4 separate regions of the Mus musculus genome follow, and regions 1, 2 and 4 are each linked to region 3. Evidence: chromatin contacts called from public HiChIP or PLAC-seq and promoter capture Hi-C data. All regions are on one chromosome and are shown on one strand. Each heading gives the region's core, a stretch centred on a gene start, on an enhancer-like site or on the middle of the called end of the contact. The rest is flanking DNA. Distances are from core to core; before and after follow the strand shown.

What was found. Promoter capture Hi-C pulls out the DNA fragments that hold promoters and counts their contacts. HiChIP or PLAC-seq counts read pairs in DNA pulled down with a chosen protein or histone mark.
Region 1: a contact with region 3 is called in an HNF4G HiChIP or PLAC-seq map of pancreatic cancer cells. The contact joins the promoter of Atad2 here to the promoter of Mtss1 in region 3. A contact is called at or near these places in 3 of 39 promoter capture datasets (the C10 cell line, cranial neural crest and pre-B cells), 1 of 115 datasets of contacts at active chromatin or transcription factors (pancreatic cancer cells) and 1 of 9 other capture datasets (adipose tissue).
Region 2: a contact with region 3 is called in a FOXA1 HiChIP or PLAC-seq map of pancreatic cancer cells. The contact joins the enhancer-like site here to the promoter of Mtss1 in region 3. A contact is called at or near these places in 5 of 39 promoter capture datasets (the C10 cell line, embryonic stem cells and liver), 5 of 484 Hi-C or Micro-C datasets (CD4 T cells, cerebellar granule neurons, embryonic stem cells and 2 more) and 2 of 115 datasets of contacts at active chromatin or transcription factors (embryonic forebrain and pancreatic cancer cells).
Region 4: a promoter capture Hi-C map of pre-B cells shows a contact between it and region 3, with 3 times the contacts expected there. The contact joins the enhancer-like site here to the promoter of Mtss1 in region 3. A contact is called at or near these places in 2 of 39 promoter capture datasets (cranial neural crest and pre-B cells), 1 of 484 Hi-C or Micro-C datasets (cerebellum), 1 of 115 datasets of contacts at active chromatin or transcription factors (pancreatic cancer cells) and 1 of 9 other capture datasets (adipose tissue).

What each region holds. Positions count from the first base shown.
Region 1 is chr15:58,133,699-58,136,407 of GRCm38.p6, reverse strand. It overlaps Atad2 (ATPase family, AAA domain containing 2), which reads left to right and starts at 1,326. Exons shown (of 28, transcript NM_027435.2): 1 at 1,326-1,601. The coding sequence starts at 1,434.
Region 2 is chr15:59,661,407-59,664,362 of GRCm38.p6, reverse strand. No RefSeq gene overlaps it. Among named protein-coding and RNA genes, the nearest start is that of Trib1, 14 kb to the right of the region's middle. Within about 2 kb of position 1,687, at least 31 of the 459 cell types and tissues checked have an H3K27ac peak or open chromatin away from gene starts, as enhancers often do. A contact at or near this core is called in liver and pancreatic cancer cells, where this site is marked.
Region 3 is chr15:59,080,651-59,083,408 of GRCm38.p6, reverse strand. It overlaps Mtss1 (MTSS I-BAR domain containing 1), which reads left to right and starts at 1,383. Exons shown (of 15, transcript NM_144800.2): 1 at 1,383-1,953. The coding sequence starts at 1,882.
Region 4 is chr15:59,824,440-59,827,613 of GRCm38.p6, reverse strand. It overlaps Gm36819 (a long non-coding RNA gene), which reads right to left. Exons shown (of 3, transcript XR_384128.2): 2 at 423-492. Among named protein-coding and RNA genes, the nearest start is that of Gm36819, 2.6 kb to the right of the region's middle. Within about 2 kb of position 1,318, at least 42 of the 459 cell types and tissues checked have an H3K27ac peak or open chromatin away from gene starts, as enhancers often do. A contact at or near this core is called in cerebellum and pre-B cells, where this site is marked.

The sequences.
Region 1 (2,709 bases), core at 77-2,576, 950 kb after region 3:
ACCACCAGCTGCCACAGAGGGTCCTATCATCGGCCTTATGTCAGACCCAGAAGGTCTGAGAGATTTTTCTGCGGAGGAGGAATTCTGGGGAGCTGAGGTACCTTTGCAAGGCAGGGTAGAGCAGTCAACCCGTGTCCACAGTTTGGACTGGGCTCTGGCAGTGGGTGAGGGATGGGGTAGTTCTTTGCCAAGTGGCCAGTTAGCATCTGGGAAGCAGGTCCAGGTGGAGTCTGTTACTGCTCATCTTCCTCAGCTGAGGCTAGCAGAGCTGGTATTGTCTGCCGGGGGAAGCCATTTTCATGAAACACCTTAAAATGTCAGTCAGAAGCCGGGCGTGGTGGCACACGCCTTTAATCCCAGCACTTGGGAGGCAGAGACAGGCAGATTTCTGAGTTCGAGGCCAAGCCTGGTCTACAGAGTGAGTTCCAGGACAGCCAGGGTTATACAGAGAAACCCTGTCCCGAAAAACAAAACAAAACAAAAAAAAAATAAATAAATAAGTAAATAAATAAAATAAAAATGTCAGTCAGCAGATCTCTTTGAGGGGTTTGAGAGCCATCATATAATCTATTATGTATACCCCTAATTAAAAAAAAAATGTTGCATTTAATTACTTTTTTTACGCTTAACCTTGACAAAATAGACACAGCAAAAGCTTGTCTCTGTAAATGAATTACATTTGTACCTAGCACGACTACAAACCATTCTGAGCACAGGAAAGAATTTGATCATTTATAAGGTGACTGGCCATTAACTTTATGTCGTAATTACTTTACAAGTTAGCTTTTTTTTTTTTTAATCCCGGGTAAGTTTATATGACTCATTCTATCCCAATAGCTGTTGCCAGTTCTTTTAGCTGTCTTTAAGGACCATTATATTTTCTTTCTTTCGTGCAGTTTATTTTTGTTAGTTCATCAATAAAAACCTCTTCAAGTCTCAAAGTCAAACCTATCGGAGGCAAAGTGCTTGGTTTAAGGACCTTTTTTTTCTGGCGTTTGAAGCCTAGATGGCGGGAAGCCGCCGGCAGGGAGCCAAAGGGCCCTTCCGCCTCCACGCGCCAAAATTCCAAACAAGACGCTGCACCGCTCTCTCCGTCTCCTTCCACTGAGGGCGGAGAGCCGGAACTACAGCTGGAAGAACGACGTCGCAAATTCCTGTGAGGGGGCTCGACGCGGTTCGCTGGCGCCTCGGTTCGCGTCGGCTCCGGTTCCCGCGCTCTTCGGATTGGAGGAGAATTTCGGGTTCGTCGATCTGGGGGTGGGGTCAGGAGGCGTGGCCGGCGGCGGAGGGATTCGGCGCGCGTACGCTGCGGCCGCTGGGCGCGCAGTTTGTGGCGCCAGAATTCAGAGCGCGTGAGCGCCTGAGCAGCCTCCTCCGGAGCCAGGTTCTCCACTTCCCCCGCCTCGGGTTCCGGCTTCTGCAAGCGGGGCACCATGGTGGTCCTCCGCAGCAGCCTGGAGCTGCACAGTCGCTCCACCACCTCCTCGGCCACCGACTCTCTGGACCTGTCCAGTGAGTTCCTCAGCCTGCAGGACAGCGGCGGGAGGCGGCCCAGATTGCGCCGAGCCGGGAGGAAATCGACGGCGTCCAAGGCGGCGGGCGTGAGTACCGACCTAGGGCGGGGAGCTTTGGGCCCCGGGTTGGAGACGCGCGCCCCGCTCTGGGGTAGTGGGCTGTCGTGGACCAGCGAGGTGGAAGGTTCTGGAAAGACAGAACTGGCTGGAAGCGGGCAGAGCAAGTTGGTCGCCACCTCTTTCTACGCAAGAGGAAACCTAGAGCCGAAGCGCTGCGTAGGGCCGAGCGGAGGAGCTTTGGGCCGACCTTGTGCTCCCCCCATCACCTCCTTCCCGGTTCCTTCCCCGGGTCGCGTCAGTCAGGGGAGTGCGAACCCCCTGACTGCTGGAGCGCGTGCACGGGAGCATCTTGAGTTGTGGGCCCAGACAGTAAAGAGTCCACTGACCTCCATGTACGGTCCAGGGAGGTTCCATCGTGAGACTCAAGCGAAGTAAAATATCAGGTTGCATAATATGGAGGGACGAACGGCGACATTGCGTGGTTGCACTTTAAGTCTCTTGACAAGCCTTAGAGGACCTTCTGGTTGGTGGTTATCGGTGTGACAGATGAAGACATGGGCTCCAGAAAGGTAAACAGAGAGTGGTAGACAGTTCTGGAATTGGAACTTCGGTTTTTTGTGCCTCCCACAGCTTTCCTTTTCTGGCAGCTTCATGCTGCATTTACAGTCTCTGTAGTGGGAGGTTTGCAAATGCTTCTTGCCCATCACTGGGACCAGTGCGGAGAGATTACACATCGCCCGGCTTCGGCGGTGGTGGAAGGGGGACAGCGGGGACAGCGTTCACCAAAAAGGTTGAGGTTGAGGAAGAAACACTAAAGTTTCCGAAACCGGTAGTGATGGTCCGGTTGCAGTGAGGGAGTAGGAAAACAGACGCGTAGCTGGTCAGGAGACTGGAAGTCTGATCAGGAGCGCTGCGCTGGGAGTGACACAGCAGTGTCCACTTAGTTCAGACAACCCTAATCTTGTATTGGCACTATATAAAGTGAATCACTTGTAGACAGACGTAGCTTCCTTGGGGACTGGGATGAAACAGTCTTCGTTTGTTTGCTTTGTTTTGGTTTGGTTTTTTTTTTTTTTTTTTTTTTTTTTTTTTTTTTTTTGAGACAGGGTTTCTCTGTGTAGCCCTGGCTGTCCTG
Region 2 (2,956 bases), core at 438-2,937, 580 kb before region 3:
CTCAAGAGATCCCCCTGCCTCAGCATCCCGAGCATGGACTTGACATGGACACATTATCACTGGGTAGTTTTGGTAGACTGAACACTGGGCTTTAGTGATCTGCTACTGATAAGCAACACGGATTGAACCACACGTTTTTAACCATTTGGAAAATACTTTATGAATTCGTATTACCCATCTCAAGGATAAGGAGGCTAAACTTGAGGTGGGTGGTGGCACACCCCACATTGTGAGCCTCTGTGAGTCCAGGCCTCTCTGCCTCAGTAGAACCTGAGGTTATGATGAGTCTGAACCCCACTTTCCTGGTCTGCTTGTGAGTCAGACACAAGCTGAGAGCTGGGGACCCCAGTCTCCATCTTCTGCCAGAGGCGGGGTGTGTTCTGAGACCAGGAAGGTGCTAATGACTACATGTGGTTAGACAAGCCTGAGATACTACATGGCTGACCTGTGGGTCATGGCGACCAATGGGCTCTGCTCCCCACCACAGCCATCCTTTCAAGCTAATGAAGAGCACCAGCACTTCAGATCTGGCAAAGCTTCGAGCTCAGAAAGAAAGAAAGAGGGAGTGTGACAGTGGCCTTCCTCATCACCACACACCCATATTATAGTGAGGAAAAGGCGGTCCAGAGAAGTATTGCAACCTGTTAAAGTCCACAAAACAAATAAGCATGTATCTGGGGTTCAAGTCCAAGTCTGCTTGTCTTCTAGCCTTGCTTGGGATTGTCTGGATTTTGAGCCTGCCATTCAGAGACTTGGACTGCAAAAATCCATCCTATAGCCTCCCAGGCATTGCCCTGCCAGAGAGGCAGTCAAACTTGTGGCACAGATACTTTGCATGACTTCTCCAAGTCCTGGGGTAGCTAGAGACAGATCCAGGAAACTCACACTCTTTCCCTAACCCAAAAGACCAAATACATTCTTCATTTCCAGTGTCAGGGTGTCAAGTACCCCACCCATGCCACAGCCACTCAGAGAGGTCTGATGGTTTGAGCCAGGAGGATGCTGAGAATTCAAGACCAGACAGAACTATATAAGGAATGCTAACAGATACAGTGGTCTGAGCTACACTGTCAGACTATGAGAGAAAGAGGGGGTGGGAATGAGGGGAGAGAGAAAGAAGGATAGGGAGAGGGAAAAGAAGAAAAAGGAGGAGAGAGGGGGAAAAAGAGAGGAAGGCAGAGGGGAGGAGGAGGGAGGGAAGGAAGAAGGGGAAAGGAAGGAAGAAAGGAGGGAGAGAAAAGGAGAAAGGAGGGGGAGGAAGAAGGAGGGAAGGGAGGAAGGGAGGGAGGGAGAGAGGGAGGGAGGGAGAGGGGGAAGAGAGGGAGGGAGGAAAGAGGAGAAAATGCACGCATGCATACACACACACACACACACACACAAATTGAGCTTTGGCTGGCTTCTCTAGTTATATGTCTCCCTTCTTCAGTCCTAAAACTGGGAGTGTGCTCTGTGATGCCATCACTTCCTAGAAACACAGCAAGCCCTCAAGCCAGAGTCACGATGAGAAAGACCTCTGAGCCCTCATACCCAGGCCAGACTCCTTCCTCTTGGTGCTAAGGCAAGTCTGCTCTTGGGTCACACCAACCTTGGCCAGCAAGCTAATGAAGCAAGAATGAGTGTGCACAGGGGGCTGGCCACCAAGCCCAGGACTGGGCCAGGGCAGGAGCTCCGTGACTAGAAAAGGACACGAGGAGTCATTGCTGTAGTCACCAATCCAATCCAAAGGTCAGACCAAAGTACTGGAGCAGAAAGGCTCTGACTGACAAAGCAAAAGGAGGTGCCACCTCATCTGTCTCTAGATCCATTCTACAAGGTCAACCCAATGGCAACCCACCAACTAGCCCCCTCAAGAGAGCCCAGAAGCGGCTTGTACTCGGCTATGACTTCTGGGCCTCAGGTCTTGGTATCCCCTGGCTGAAAACCAGAAAAGTGTAAACTAAACCTTTTTTTAAATTTTTATATTTTTTTATTTTTTATTTTCCTTCTAGACAGGATCTCACTGTATACCTCTGGTGTCCTGGAACTCAGTATGAAAAACATCAACAAAATCAGCTGCTCAAAAAAAAAAAAGATGAAAAGATGTAGTCTTGCTGGTCTAGCAAGTTAGAACCAAGCAGAAAAGGGCAGAGTTCTCAAACCTGAAAGCCTGACCTGACATCTCACCATGTGAGACTCTAGCTGAGTGGTTCTCCGCCTTCCTAATGCTGCCACCCTTTACTGCAGAGCCTAGCGTTGCTGTGAACCCATACCATAAAATCATTTTTATTGCTGCTTCATAACTGCAACGGTGTTACTGTTATGATTCATAATGTAAATCTCTGTGTTTTCCCATGGTCTTAGACAACCCCTGTGAGTCATCGACCCTCCCCCAGGGGGTCACGACCCACAGGTTGAGAACCTCTGCTCTAGCCTCTTTTCAGTCTTGGGTCTCAGCACCACATTTCCTCCATCTGGCTCCTTGAGGAGACAAACTGATACAATCTATAAGCAGCTACAAATACACAGGCAAGCAAGGATTGATTGTTTCTTCTGATGCTCCTGTTTTCTCCTCCTTCTCCTCCACCTTCTCTTCCATCACCACCTCCTCCTCTTTATTTTATTTCTCTTTTTCATGTGTTCAAAGGGTGTTCATGCATGTAAGCAAGCAAGTACATATATCCATGCACAATCATGCAGAGGAAGATGCTCTTGGCCTTATTGTCTTGAGACAGGGTCTCTTACTAAACGCAAAGCTTACCATTTTGGCTATACTGGCTTGCCATAGAGCGCCCAGGATCTGCTTGTCTCCACCCCCAGTGCTGGGGTTAGGGAAAGCACACTATGCTCGTTTGTTTGTTTGTTTGTTTGTTTGTTTGTTTGGGCTGTGGAGTCAAACCCTGCTTGTATACCAAGCACTCTAACCCACTGAGCCATCTTCCTAGTGCTTTGTATTATTTATTTGTGCCCATGTGTGTGT
Region 3 (2,758 bases), core at 134-2,633:
CACTCCTGGTTACCAAGGAGAACACTGTGGCCCAGAGGGCTCAGATAACTTACTCAAGGCCACAGGGTTCATGGGTTGTAAAATGGAGCTTGTACCAGCCAGTCCCGTGACTTGGATCATTATAATAACAGCGACATTAACATAAAAAAAAACAATTCCGGAGAACACAGCACGTGTCAAGTACTAATATGGGCAAGGTGCAGGTGAGGTATTTGCAACTGAATCTCCTTAAGGGCCGGAAGCAGCAGGGTTGCTGCACAGAAGTGACTTACAGAAGGTTTGGCCTCTCCAGATGTCAGGGAGAGTGACCTGAAGGAAAATACAAACATCAGTGTTCTGTGCAGAGTTCCCTACATTCTTTTGATCAGTGTTGAAAGAATGACTTACTAAACTGAGTTAATTGGGACTACAGCATTTGACAGGATCCTTTTGGTCAAGCTCGACACGGGTTCCGTTGACTCTTGCAAACGGTTCAATTAGGTGCTTTAAGATCGTTTACAAGTTGCCCATTTGATCCCCTACCAGACACCGGAAGACGTCAGAATAAGTGCTCCTGGCTACGGAGTTAGGCAGAGATGCTAGGGACACATTTATCAAGCCCACCTCAGTCTTTGGTGCCCTTTTTAAAAACTTCTCAAGGGGGTTTTCTGTGGCTATGGCAACCCTGGCTGGAAAACCATCAGCATTCCAGCCATATGCAGCCAACGATCTGTACAGACAGATGGGCAAGTGATTAGGAACCCTGATGCCCTTTGCGTTCGCTCAGCCTCAGCAGATCAATCTAGCGCCCTGCAACTTTCTGGAACTCAGCATCCCACCGCAGGATACTCTTCCCAGACTCTCCCTAATCTTGTAGCTGGCTCCCTGCAGCCGTGACTCGGGCGTTGCAGTCCTGACATCATCGAAGAGGCCTCTTCTCCAGAGGCTGCAGCAGCGACAGCAGTAACAGCTTTCCCGCCTCACTGGTCGCTCACCAGGTGCGGGGCGCAGCGCTCAACGTGCCGACCTTGCAGGTCCCTCGAGGGGCGGGGCCGGAGGTGCAGCGCGGCTTCCCTGCACGCTAGCTGCCATTGTGGGCGGCTGGGCGCTCACTCGCCCTCTCCACTCAGAGACCCTCGCCGCACGAGGCGCTCTGAACGTCCGGGAGACGCACACCGGGCTCGCCTACCCTCCCGCCAGCTCCTCCTTGCAGCAGGCGCTCTGCACGCCTCTCAGCCAGCGCGCGCTCCCAGCCCCGCCCTCGGGCGGCTCACGCACGAGCCGCGGGCGCGCGCCTCCCCCGCGCTCCCGCGCCAGACGGTCGCGAGCGCGCGTGCGCTCCTCGCAACATCCCCGGGAGCACCGCCAGAGCGAGCGCGGGGCCGGGCGCACAGGAGTAAAAAGGAGGCGGCGGCCGCGTCTGCGAGCAACAGATCCGGGCGACGCGAGCTGACCTCGTCTGCTGCTGCCCTTTTTCGTTCTCTCTTTCTTTATTTTGGAGTTTCAGAAAAAAATTATATTTGGAAGACATTTTTTTTTTTTTCGTAAATGGCGCTGGCCCCGGGTCAGCGGGCGGTTTTCTCTGCACCAAGATGGGCTTCGCCTTTTCCGTCGTGGGCACTCTTGGTGGCTTGATTGTCAGTCTTCTCCGGGCATTTTTGAGACCAGGAGCCGAGCACTGCACATAGGTGACTCGCCCTCCGGAGCGGCTGGGCGTCTTGGATTGGGACTTGGGGGGGCAGAGTGCAGTAAATTGCGAGCACCGCGTGCTCTCTGCAAAACCGGCGGCGAGCCGGAGGTAGGTCGCTCCCAGGGTGAAACCGCTCCCGGGCTGAGCGAGCCCGGCCCCGTGCGCAGTGCAGCCGCCCCGAGAGCGTGTCCTGTCCCCGCCGCGCCGGGAAAATGGAGGCTGTGATCGAGAAGGAATGCAGCGCGCTTGGAGGCCTCTTCCAGACCATCATCAGCGACATGAAGGTAGGACGCTGGGGGCGCGGCTGCTCTGACCTCGCCGCGGGGCTTCCCCTCCACCGCGGCCGGCCTGGCCCTCGCCGGCGCTGCCGGCCACCTGCGGGAGCTCTGGCGACCCGGGTGTCACCTTCTTACCCGCCGCACTGCTCCGGCTGTGCTGGGTCACTGGGCAGGCGACTTCCCGGGGGCTAGTGGGGGAGAGTCTGATGCCACTTACCAACCCCTGCATTCATAATCCCAGGGGGCGACACCATCTTGTTCCTTTGGGGGTTTAGGGCCCTAGTTCCAAGTTTTCCATTGTCTGTCCCTGGACTGAGTGTCTGCGACCCGTGGAGGATGGACGCCCTGGAGGACACCTGACTCCCTGGGTTTGGGGTGGAGTGCTTGGCGCGGTGGTGGAGCGGTAGTGGGGGCCCCTGCTTGGCTGCAGGAAAGAGTCTTCCGGCCTGGGAGATTGGGTGGCAGGGTTGTTACAAGCTTGGCTTTCAGGTCTACCTGGAGTAGGGGAATCTGAGCAAATTAGTTATTAATTAGTCTGTTCCAGAGCTGCTGATGGTGTTCCTTGCATTCCCCATACCCTCCCCCGGGGCTTGGCGCAGAAGTTCCCAGGGACCCCGAGCCTGAGAGGCTCACAACAGGAAGGCAAGGTTGAGGTTTCCAAAACTACTATACCCAGCTCTCTCAAACACACATCCACACCCCACTCTTCTCTGGGAAGGATTGTGTGTGCGTGTGAGTGCGCGCGAGTGTGTTGGGGGCGGGGAACAACCCTAGCCTTTTCCTGCAAAGGGTGGGACTGGAGATAACCTGA
Region 4 (3,174 bases), core at 69-2,568, 740 kb before region 3:
CCTGCCCTTTGCTAGGCCTTTTGTGGGCTTTGACCTTACATATGCATATAGAGCTGCCATCTTTCCATATCCAGCTTCTGTGGCATGACCATGCTCTGTAAATGCATGGCTTTTACCGTGCAGTTTACTCTTCATATACTGAGCACCTCTGGGCACATGGCTGCCTGCTCAGTGTTCAACAGATGAGAGGTCCTGGAGGCTTGGCTGGCCTTCAGGCCAGAGATCCTGCTGCTAAGAAGGATGCACAGAGCCATCCAGGGTAAAGAAGACTCAAACGCTAGAAAATTAAGGCAAAAGACCATTGTACACCATTCCTCACATTCACATCCCAAGTGTTCTTTGGTTGTGATCACTTGATCTCTGTAGAGAGCTGAGTACCACCATCAGCAGATGGGGAAACTGAGTCTGTGAAGGAGACTTACCCAGGATGGCAGAGCCAGACAGAAGGACAGGGTCCTCTACTCCAATGAGCCAGTCTCAAGAGAGTGGGTCCTAGACAACAAGTAGTTTCAATGGTGTGAAAATGAGAACCACAGTATATTTTTAAAAATCATAAAGAGCTGGCTTCTGTCATGTGACTCACCAGCCCCAGGCCTGCGTGAGGCTGGGGTTGTATTTGTCCCAACACAAAGCTTTTAAGGAATGAATTGCCATGATCCTTGCATTGCGTTTGAAGAAACGCAAGCTCTCTTGGGGAATGGCTAGGTTGCAGGTCACAAGTTACTACACAGAGCCATGGTAGCGCAAGGAATAAGCCCCAAGCCTTCCCTGGGGAGTGGAAACTGCAGAGAGCATGACACATGACTTTTTTTTTTTCAAGGATGCTAACAAAGAGTTCAAACAGAGAAGGCATGTGATACAGAGGTCGGGGGCAGAAGACAGGGTATCCATGGAGAAGCTTGGGAAACGGATCTGCTCTGTCAGGACACTGAGACCATGTGTGAAACACAGCCTTCAAGAGCCTCTTCCCAAGGAGACTGCAGCGCTCTAAAAATGCTCCTGGGGAAGGAAAGCACACCAAATTTCTAATCTGTGGGGGGAGGGAGGGACTCTGAGGAAAAGGAAATGTCCCACCCACTCTTCCATGCACCCCCAACCCCAAGGAATCTGGGCCACCAGAGCAAGACCCTCTGGGTTCTTATTAATGAGCCTGTCGAAGATTCTGCCCAGCGTCCACAGACCGTGGAAATAATTCATAGCGACAGAGCGTGTTTATGTGGGATGACTGCCAACCTCTGGTTTCTTCAGCCTCAGTGCTCCCTCTCGCTCCACTGACCAACCAAGGCCTGTTAGGAGTCTGCCCTCAGCGACAGAAGCCAGAGAACACCCAGATGCTCCCCTCCAGAACCACCTGTCCCCAGCAAGGTCAAAGAAGCCACTCTCTTGGGCTCTGTATGGTCATCGCCCTGGTAACCTAAGAGGTTATTTCTCCCTCCCTAACCCAGTGAAATTCTGAGGGGGCTTTCTGGCTCCTGGTACATTTCTCAGAAATGCACTGGAGAGGCTTGGCATGACCTCAGGGAGAAGGCTAACCAGAACACAGATGCAAAGAGCAGAGCTTGCCTCTTGCCTCAGCCTGCAGAGGCCAAGGCTCAGCCCCAGACTTCCTCACGTCCTCACCCAGAGCCATTACGGGACCTCAGTTCTGGTGTTCTCACAAAGGGGTCCCGAAGAAGACCCACTGAACAGTGTACCATCGCCACCTCTACCACAAAAGCCAAACTCACCCATCAAATGCAAGAAATGGTCAACTGCATCACAGATATGGCAGAGGGGAGCCACCCTCTCTGATTTAAAGTTTCTCGTGAGTCTTGTGATGCCACAAGGGGACACAGCGTGGCATCCATCTCTGCAGGTTGTAAGCTTGTATTTAAACAGGGTTTGTGAGGGTTTTAAAGTCAAGTGTGTCCGCATCAGCCAAGGAAAAGTTCAGGGCATTTGCTCAAACATAGGCAGCAGAGGGATGGCTGAACTGAGAGTGAGGCTTGCTCTGTGACTAATGAGAACTAGGAAAGCTTCTCACGATTCCCTGTGCTGGGAGGTTCACTCATCTCTTGAAAGTGTGAGTTAACCAGCTAAGCATGCTTGTTATACACTCCATGCCAGCTTAGAGAGAAGACCCATCAATATACATATCCACGCAGTTATGAGCATCCAAGGACACACATTGAAAAGTACAAGTGCCGTCAACTATTTCTCATGGTAGTTTTGTTCCATAGAACTGCCATGGATATTTTAGTTATTAAACCATTGCTCCGAGGGGAAACAGAGGGTTAGGCTTTTCATAGCTTCTGCTCGTATCATTTCATCAACCGTCCAAACGCATCCTTATTTTATGTGTTTTTGTGAGCAGCATCTTACTTAATAGACTGGATGCGTTCACGCTGATTTCACAGGCAACAGCGCTGTCTCAGGCTGTATGAAATTTATCTCACATTCACTGAAAAAGTGAGTTGAAAAAGTGTTTTTACAGTATGAACTAAAATGAGAAGCCTTGCTCTACATCCCCAGGAGCATAGATGTGTGCTAGCCCAAATTTCACACCACTGCTGAAGTTCATGAATAGCTGAGGATGTTCTTCAAGAACCTACCTGGGGACCATATACAAACAGTAGCACATAAGAGACTTTGAAAATATACACTCTACATAATAAAAATTGTGTGCATGTACATTTATGTGTACATACATAATAATCGATATGATATAGGTATAGGTGTAAGCTATATTGCATGACTGTGGTCCCGGGATGCAGGCCACCAGGAACCACCCTCTCCAGTGTTCTAGGACCCACTGGTTGGCCTCAATGGCTTTAGAGAGCAGCGCTAGACTTGTCCCTTAGCTGCACTGAAGCCAGAGCTCATGCAAGGAGTATTTTGTGAAGCTCTCCCTGAAGGCCATGTCTGAAGCACCCCACGATTGCCCTCACCCCAGAAGTCTCCTTCCAGCCGCCTGCAAATCAGAGCCAGCTGAGACTCAAAGGTCCCCCCCAGTGCCTGCTCCTTGAAGCCCACACGGGCTGCCTCAGCTTCTGACTATGTCCACACCCTCACTGCTAGGCACAGAAGAAGGATGCTATATCTGATGCATCTGTCTGTGTGCTGATCATCCGGCAAAGGACTTGGTGTCCAGAAGCCCTTTAAACACAGAGTCACTGAATGTTAGAGATAATCCCA